Linked DNA regions of Anas platyrhynchos: region 2 is linked to region 1. The links are chromatin contacts, called in public Hi-C maps. All regions are on one chromosome and are shown on one strand. Each heading gives the region's core, a stretch centred on a gene start, on an enhancer-like site or on the middle of the called end of the contact. The rest is flanking DNA. Distances are from core to core; before and after follow the strand shown. Region 1 overlaps PTPRM (protein tyrosine phosphatase receptor type M). Region 2 holds the start of PTPRM (protein tyrosine phosphatase receptor type M).

Region 1 (3,335 bases), core at 658-3,157:
CATTCCTTGTCCTATCCCTGAACTCCCTGACAGAGTCCCTCCCCAGAGGGACTGTAGCCCCACAGGCACTGGAAGGCTGCTATAAGGTCTCCTTGAAGCCTTCTCTCCTCCAGGCTGAACTACCCCAGCTCCCTCAGCCTGTCTTCATGGGAGAGATGCTCCAGCCCTCTGATCATCTTTCTTGCCCTCCTCTGGACTTCGTCTAGTAGGTCCATGTCCTTCTTGTGCTGGGGGCCCCAGAGCTGAGCGCAGTACTCCCGGTGTGGTCTCAGAAGACCAGAGCAGAGGGGGGAAAATCTCCTCCCTTGACCTGCTGGCCACACTTCCTTTGATGCAGCCTAGGATATGGTTGGCTTTCTGGGTTGCAAACACAACACTCCTGGCTCATATTCAGTTTTTCATCCACCAATACCCCCAAGTCTGCGTCACAGATGGAAAGAAGGTGGCTTTTACAAAATGTATTTAAGATTTTCTGCGCCCCGGTGTGATCTAGATGGGATGAACTTCACAATATTTAGCATGTTCAGAAAGGAAGCATGGACTCTGTTATTGCCTAAAGCAGGTAGCTGTGGGGATTGAATATTTCAATGTAGTTAGCTGACACAGTTAAGAATATTCTCCTCCTTCTCATTTGGGTGGGCAAGACGGTGGGTGGGGAAGCTAACACATTGCTTTTGTATCTGTTTCATTCTGCTGTATCACGGTAATAGCTATGTTATCATCACTGCACCTGGCCATTGTCCAGTAGTGCAGTATGGGCTAGGAGTAGCATCTGTTACACATCTGCTGCTTGCAGCGTTTTCTCTCTCTTTCTCACTGAAGGGAAAATTTAAAACTGATCTTTCAATACATGTAAATCCACAGGTTTGCTTAAATATACACTTAAATTTGCTGGGTCAAAACACAGACTTCAAATTTGGATGGAAAATGGCAAAAGAAAACAAAAAATTAAACTTCATAACTGTTAGAACATTTCTCAAACCCCTTTTCATGCCAAAATATTCAGATTATTACCATGTCTAGTCATGAATAAAAGATAAAACTGAAGTATGTACATATAAGCATACAGTGAAAACTGTAAAGCACAATTCAAGTGATTTATTTACACCAAATCCAGGTTCAGTGTATAAAGGATTATGCAGCTGAACCTTGTCCTGTTGGGCAGAAGAAAGTGCTTTATCACAGTAGTTTCTAGTGATGTAGCTGATCATCACCTATAACCCTTCTTTAGTGTCTGGACAGCAAACAGGCAACATTAGCTGATAGCCTCAGAAGTCTGTCAGGGCAAAGTAGCTCTGACCCTTCTCCTGACTTGTTAGCAGGATAAAATTTAAATCTGAATAAAACTGTGTTAGGGATGGAAAAACACAGCCCTACATCAGGATCCTTCCCAGGTAAAAGAGTTCATCATAACACTCTGGTTGTGAGGCCTGGCTCTCAGCCACGGAGCTGTACAAGCATCCTGACAGCTCACTCCTGCTTACAGAGCTGAGGGAAAGCTCCTTGAGAGCAGATCTGAAGTTCAGGCAGCTATAAGCAGGTTTTTATTTATTTCTCTATGCCTGTCTTCAGACCCAGTAACCACATTAGTATCAGCTACAAATAAATGAATAAATACATAAATACAATTATTTTCTTCACATTTCATCTGGTATTCAGCACAGTTGCAGGACAATTTGCAAACACCAGGTTATACAATTGCCTTCCATAGGGAGAGGCTTGAAGGGCACAAAACCAGGCAGGGCATCAGTTTGCAGAAGATGGTTTCCATCAGACAAGGGCCCCTTGGCACACTGAGGGACAATCCCTAAACCTCAGGATCGCTGGCAAATGCGTGTTCCCCTCCCAAGCACATCTATCAGCGATAAGCAATGAACAACCATTTTAAAAGCATTAAATGTTGCTGCAAGCAGTTTCGTAGCTGCTACTGCTATCTATTGTTGCGTCTACTTGATATTTATTCAGATCTTATCCTGTTTAGACATATTTCCAAAAACTCTCTGATAGAAGCTAAGTGAAACGCATTGAATGCTCATTGTTTTGTTTGTATTGTCAAAAGAATCCAGACAATTGACATTGTTCAAATCCCTTAGGCCAGCAAACTGAGCCTTTACGGTCACTGCTGGGAACCCTCTGAAACAGGGCTTTCCCACCTACGACTAAAGATGATTTTTTTTTACTCTGCATGCAGAATAAGGCGACTCATGCTGCCTCTGGCCTGGAGCAGCCCTCCGAGCACCCCGTCTCTGGAGCCAATTTCCTCTTCCTGCCTGCTCAGTGATCCTTTCCATAGGTGGAACATGAACCACGCAAACACGGCCAACGCACGTACCGAGGAAACAGCTGCTGCGGTGGTCCTGGTAACAGCACCACTCATCAGCACGTCTTTCTGTTTCTTGTTTCTTTCTGATGGGTGCCTGCCATCCTCAAACAATTCCAGTTTAGTAAAATAAACAATCAGGGGAAAAAAAAAAACACAACACCCTAGCTGAATTAAATTGCTCAGCCTTGAAGGAAAACATGCCTGTTTCTAACTTGGTAAGTCTAGACAGTCTGGATTATGACTAAGAACCGGGAACATTTAGAAAGACCAATTTAGAAAAGCACAGTAGTCCCCACCTTCTTATGCCTCAACTGCTGGATTTGTTTCCCCCTTTTTTAAAAACTTTATTTAAGATGATCCAATGGAATAATTAGGGAAGCACTGGGGGGATGTTGCACAGAAGTTATAGCCTCCTGCAGCTTGTGCCCATAGGGGATACAGTACTGCACAGGGGATTTGGGGCATGGAGCAGACTGGAGCAGAGCAGAAGGATCCATGACAACACAATTTCCTGAAAACTCTCCCAAGTGGAATTGGGGCTGTAACAGCTGTGGGAAAGGTGCCAGAGCCGCAGTCGTAGCCACAGACCAACACTAACTGATTCACTCACTGTGAGGAAAAAAACAACTTTTTTCTTCCTCCCCACTTTTAAAAAAAATAATTAAAATTGAGCTTTCTTCCTACTTTTGGTTTTGGCTCTTGTTCTGCAATGCTGCTGCACGTGCTGAGCTTTAGACATGGGAACTCTGTGGACTCCTGATGAGCCAAAAGTTAAGCAAATGCTTAAAGACCAGTTTCCTATCCCCTCCAGGGATTCTCAAATAAAGAGGAAAGGGTCTTAAAGAAAAAATCAGATTAAATAGTGTAAACTGAAATCACACTTATAAATGTTTATTGGACCAGGGCTTTTGTTTGTACAGGGAAAGACAATTGCAACAAAATAGAATATGGTTTTATTCATCAAATATGAGAAACATTGCTGGCAACATATGTTTGTTCATTTTTTCTTTTT
Region 2 (3,450 bases), core at 129-2,628, 450 kb after region 1:
TGCATACACAAAAGGTCGCTGGGACCTGACATAAACCCAGATTTTTCTAGTTTTAAACGAGTTTAAAAGCAGACCACGAACTCTCTACCTCCCCCCCCCCCCCCCCCCCAATAAAACTTGCTGTAGCCACAGAGCCGCACGGGAGCACGGCGTGCGCCCAAAACACCCGGCAAGCAGCCTGCGCACCCAGCGAAGCCTCCAAGCCTCGCTCCCCACCGAAGCTGACTTCTCATGAGCTGAGGACCAGATGTCTTCAATTTCTTCACCGTACTTTGCAGCAACTTCGTGCTGGAAACAGCCCACGACACACACACACATCCCTCCCCCCCCCCCTCCCCGGAGCGAGCTCTGCGCGCTCCGCTGCGAAGGGGATTTCACAACCCGGATTCCCGTCTGAAATTACGGGTTTCTTCGGCACGGAAAAAGGACGGGGGAGCAGCGGGGGGCTGCGAAAACCCACCCGAGGACCCGAGGGAAGAGGGGCTCGCCGCTCCGCCGGCTGCCAGCCCCGCCAGCCCCACGCACGGGGGGGGTCCCCCAAAGCTGCGACCCCGCCGTGTCGCGGCCGCCCGACGGCGGGGGCTGCCCGTGGGGGGCTCCCCTCGCCCCTCAGCCTCCCCGGCAGGGGTCAGGGGGAAACTTTTGGCAAGGGGGATGCGGGGAAGAGCCGCAGCCCGAGCGGGGCACGGCCCGGCCCGACCCCGCCGGCCGCTCGCCCTTCCCTCCCCTCCCCTCGGCGCCCTTCCCGTCCAGGCGCACGCCAGCGGCATCCCGCCCGCCGCCTCCTCTCCTCCTCCTGCAGACACTTTTGTTGTTGTTGCTGTTTTTTTCTGTTTTTCCCCCGTTTAAAAAGCGGCTACGAAGTGTCAGCCCCGCCGGGGGTGGGGGGTGAGGAGAGAGGAACCCAAGGCAATGTGTCCCCCCCCCCCCCCGACCCTTACCTGTGAACGTCTGCGCTCCCGCTGCCAGCAAAAGTCCGGCCAAAGTAAGCAGGCAAGTCCCAACTTTCCCCATATTTCCACCCCTTCCTGCCGCGGATCCAGCAAAGTGCCAAAGTGTCTGCCAAAAAGTAGGAGGCTCCCCCCTTCGCCCCCCTCCAGCCGCTGGGGCAGGCGGGGAGGGGGCGGCCGGGACTCCCCCTCGGGGCTCCCCGCAGCCGCTCCGTGCGCTCCTCGTCCCCTCCGGCTCCTCGGGGTGCCCGGAGAGGGGCTCGGGGACCCCGCGGTGCCTTCCTCCGCCCGCTGCCCTCACCCCGGGGGCTGCCTCCCCGCCGGCTCCCGCTGCCCGGAGCCCGGTGGCCGGGGCGGGTGTGTTGGAGGGGGGGGGGGCAGCCGTAATGCCGGCGTCTCCCCGCCCGGCGCCGCCGCCGGTCCCGGTTGAGCTCGGCTCCCTGACTGACTCGCGGTCCCCCCCGGCAGGCGGGCGGGCTGAAGGGAGCGGGGAAAGTCACGCCCAGCCGGCGGCGGCGCCGCTCGGCCCCGCTAGAGGGCGAGGCGGTGCGGGCCGGGCGCCGCGGGCGGCTCCGGGGGTCGCGGCGTCGCCCCCCCCCTGCCCCGCAGCTCCTGTCCCGGATGGGGACAGGGACGGGGACGGGGATGGTGCCGGGGGACCGAGCCCCCAAACGCGTGCCCTGAAAGTTGAGCGCCTCGCCCCGGCTGCTTAGGGCGCCCCTGGCAGCCCGCCCGCCCCACAGCCCTGCCGGGGGTGGGAAATGGGCTCGGAGGGGCCACGCTTCAAACCGAGAGGAAAATCCTTTCAAAACGGAGCTGCCTTCGTCCCTTGCACGCTGAGGGGCCCGGGTTTTTACTCCGCAGCCCTCTCCGTTTGGGGGATGCGGCTCCTGGAGTCCCCAACCTTCAGACACCTCGATAATGTGTGTATTGGTTTTAAACCTTTCCGAACTTGGCATCTAGGGGTGGAGGTGTTTTTGTTGGCTATCATCACTTTCAGCTAAAGCTTATTTATTTGTTTGTTTCTTTGCTTGTTTTATTTCAGGTGCAGGTGGCTGGCCAAACTTAACTCCTGTTTATTCCCCGGGGTCACAAACAAAACGGTGGAAACAAGAATCAAAGTAGTGCTGCAATTAAGGGTTGGAGCTGGCAAATAAAAACCACAAAAGCTCGGGTTCTGCGTTGCCTGTTTTCTCCAGAGCGGGTCCTCTGTTTTCTTTTACGATACCCTCATGTGTGCTTAGCTTCAATCCCGTTGCCACTGAAGCCTTAACCCATCCCCCATGCAGTTCTGCAACTTACAGCGCATATCAAAGATGTATCCGTATCCTGTACTATATTTACACAGAACACATCCTCTTCAAAGTTAGGCCCTTCAGCTCCGTCCCCTCCTGCGAGCCCCCCAGCCTCTCTGCTGTCAGGGCACTGGTTTAGCAATGCCCGTGTTAACCTGATGCCATCTCCACGAAGGGACGTGAACTTTTTCAGATCTGTGGGGTGTAAAGGCAGCAGCTACCTCCTGAGTTAACACAAGGGGGCAGAATAGCATTAATTGTTGTCTTTCCTGACGTCAGACTTTTCCCTTGAACTGTGAGCGTTTTCTTCGTCTATTAATTGCCTGGAATTTCCTAGTTGTCTGCGCCTCCCACCTCCTCCCAGAAAAGTTCTTAATCCCCCCAGACCTTGATAACCTATGCTATTTTCTTTCTTTCTTTTTTTTCTTTTAATAATAATTCTACTTTTTTTTTTTTCTCCCGTGCATAATTTATGCAAATTGTATGCTCTCTAAAAGCTGCAGTTACAGCATCTCTACGTTAGAAAGTCTAGCTAGTCTTGGAAATGTTCCTTGTGCAGCTACAGAACTGTTTTTAAAAACTTAGTAAGTCTCCTAAGTAATTTAACTTACACTAAATTTTCAAATGTATCTACTAATAGATTTGACACTAAAAAATCTACGGTTAAACTAGTTCTTATGCTACTGATGACTTCTCTCTAGTTGTAACGACCAGAAACACATAAAAAATCTAGCTCTAATCAGCTAATGTCAGTCTTAACACAGTATGATAAAGTATCATGTTCAGACGTACAACCTTACCTCTGACCTATCTTTTTGACAGGGAAATGAAAACTTCATGCCAATATTCACTGCTCTCTAATGTTAGCTTACAGAGGATGATACAGAAAGTCAGCAAGTTCTGTGAAAGAGTAGGTAAGAATGGTCACAGTTATAGAAGCAGTAGGAATGAAGTCATTGACCTTCAAAGACATAATCATTCTGTTTTCAATAAAATAAATCAACGAAACAGTTAAGCTTTGGGGAATAGCTAAGACAACAACATAAAACACTGGTCACACATGGCTGATCAGCAATCATTAGCTGTGTTTCACTGAGTTTTGATACCAGAGTGTGTATGAAAACAGTCCAGAATCAGTACCAAAAAAAAAGAATTAGAACATCAAGAAAACTTTAGGCATAAAACATACTCGCTAGTGGTTTGGC

What was found. Hi-C and Micro-C count contacts between places; a contact is called where the count stands out from the background.
Region 2: a Hi-C map of F1 follicle shows a contact between it and region 1, with 4 times the contacts expected there. The contact joins the promoter of PTPRM here to the enhancer-like site in region 1. A contact is called at or near these places in 2 of 8 Hi-C or Micro-C datasets (F1 follicle and subcutaneous adipose tissue).

Annotation. Positions count from the first base shown.
Region 1 is chr2:50,785,759-50,789,093 of IASCAAS_PekinDuck_T2T, forward strand. All of the region lies in intron 22 of PTPRM (protein tyrosine phosphatase receptor type M), which reads right to left. Among named protein-coding and RNA genes, the nearest start is that of RAB12, 59 kb to the left of the region's middle. Within about 2 kb of position 1,908, at least 2 of the 8 cell types and tissues checked have an H3K27ac peak or open chromatin away from gene starts, as enhancers often do. A contact at or near this core is called in F1 follicle and subcutaneous adipose tissue, where this site is marked.
Region 2 is chr2:51,234,815-51,238,264 of IASCAAS_PekinDuck_T2T, forward strand. PTPRM (protein tyrosine phosphatase receptor type M) reads right to left here and starts at 1,379. Exons shown (of 32, transcript XM_027452030.3): 1 at 942-1,379. The coding sequence starts at 1,014.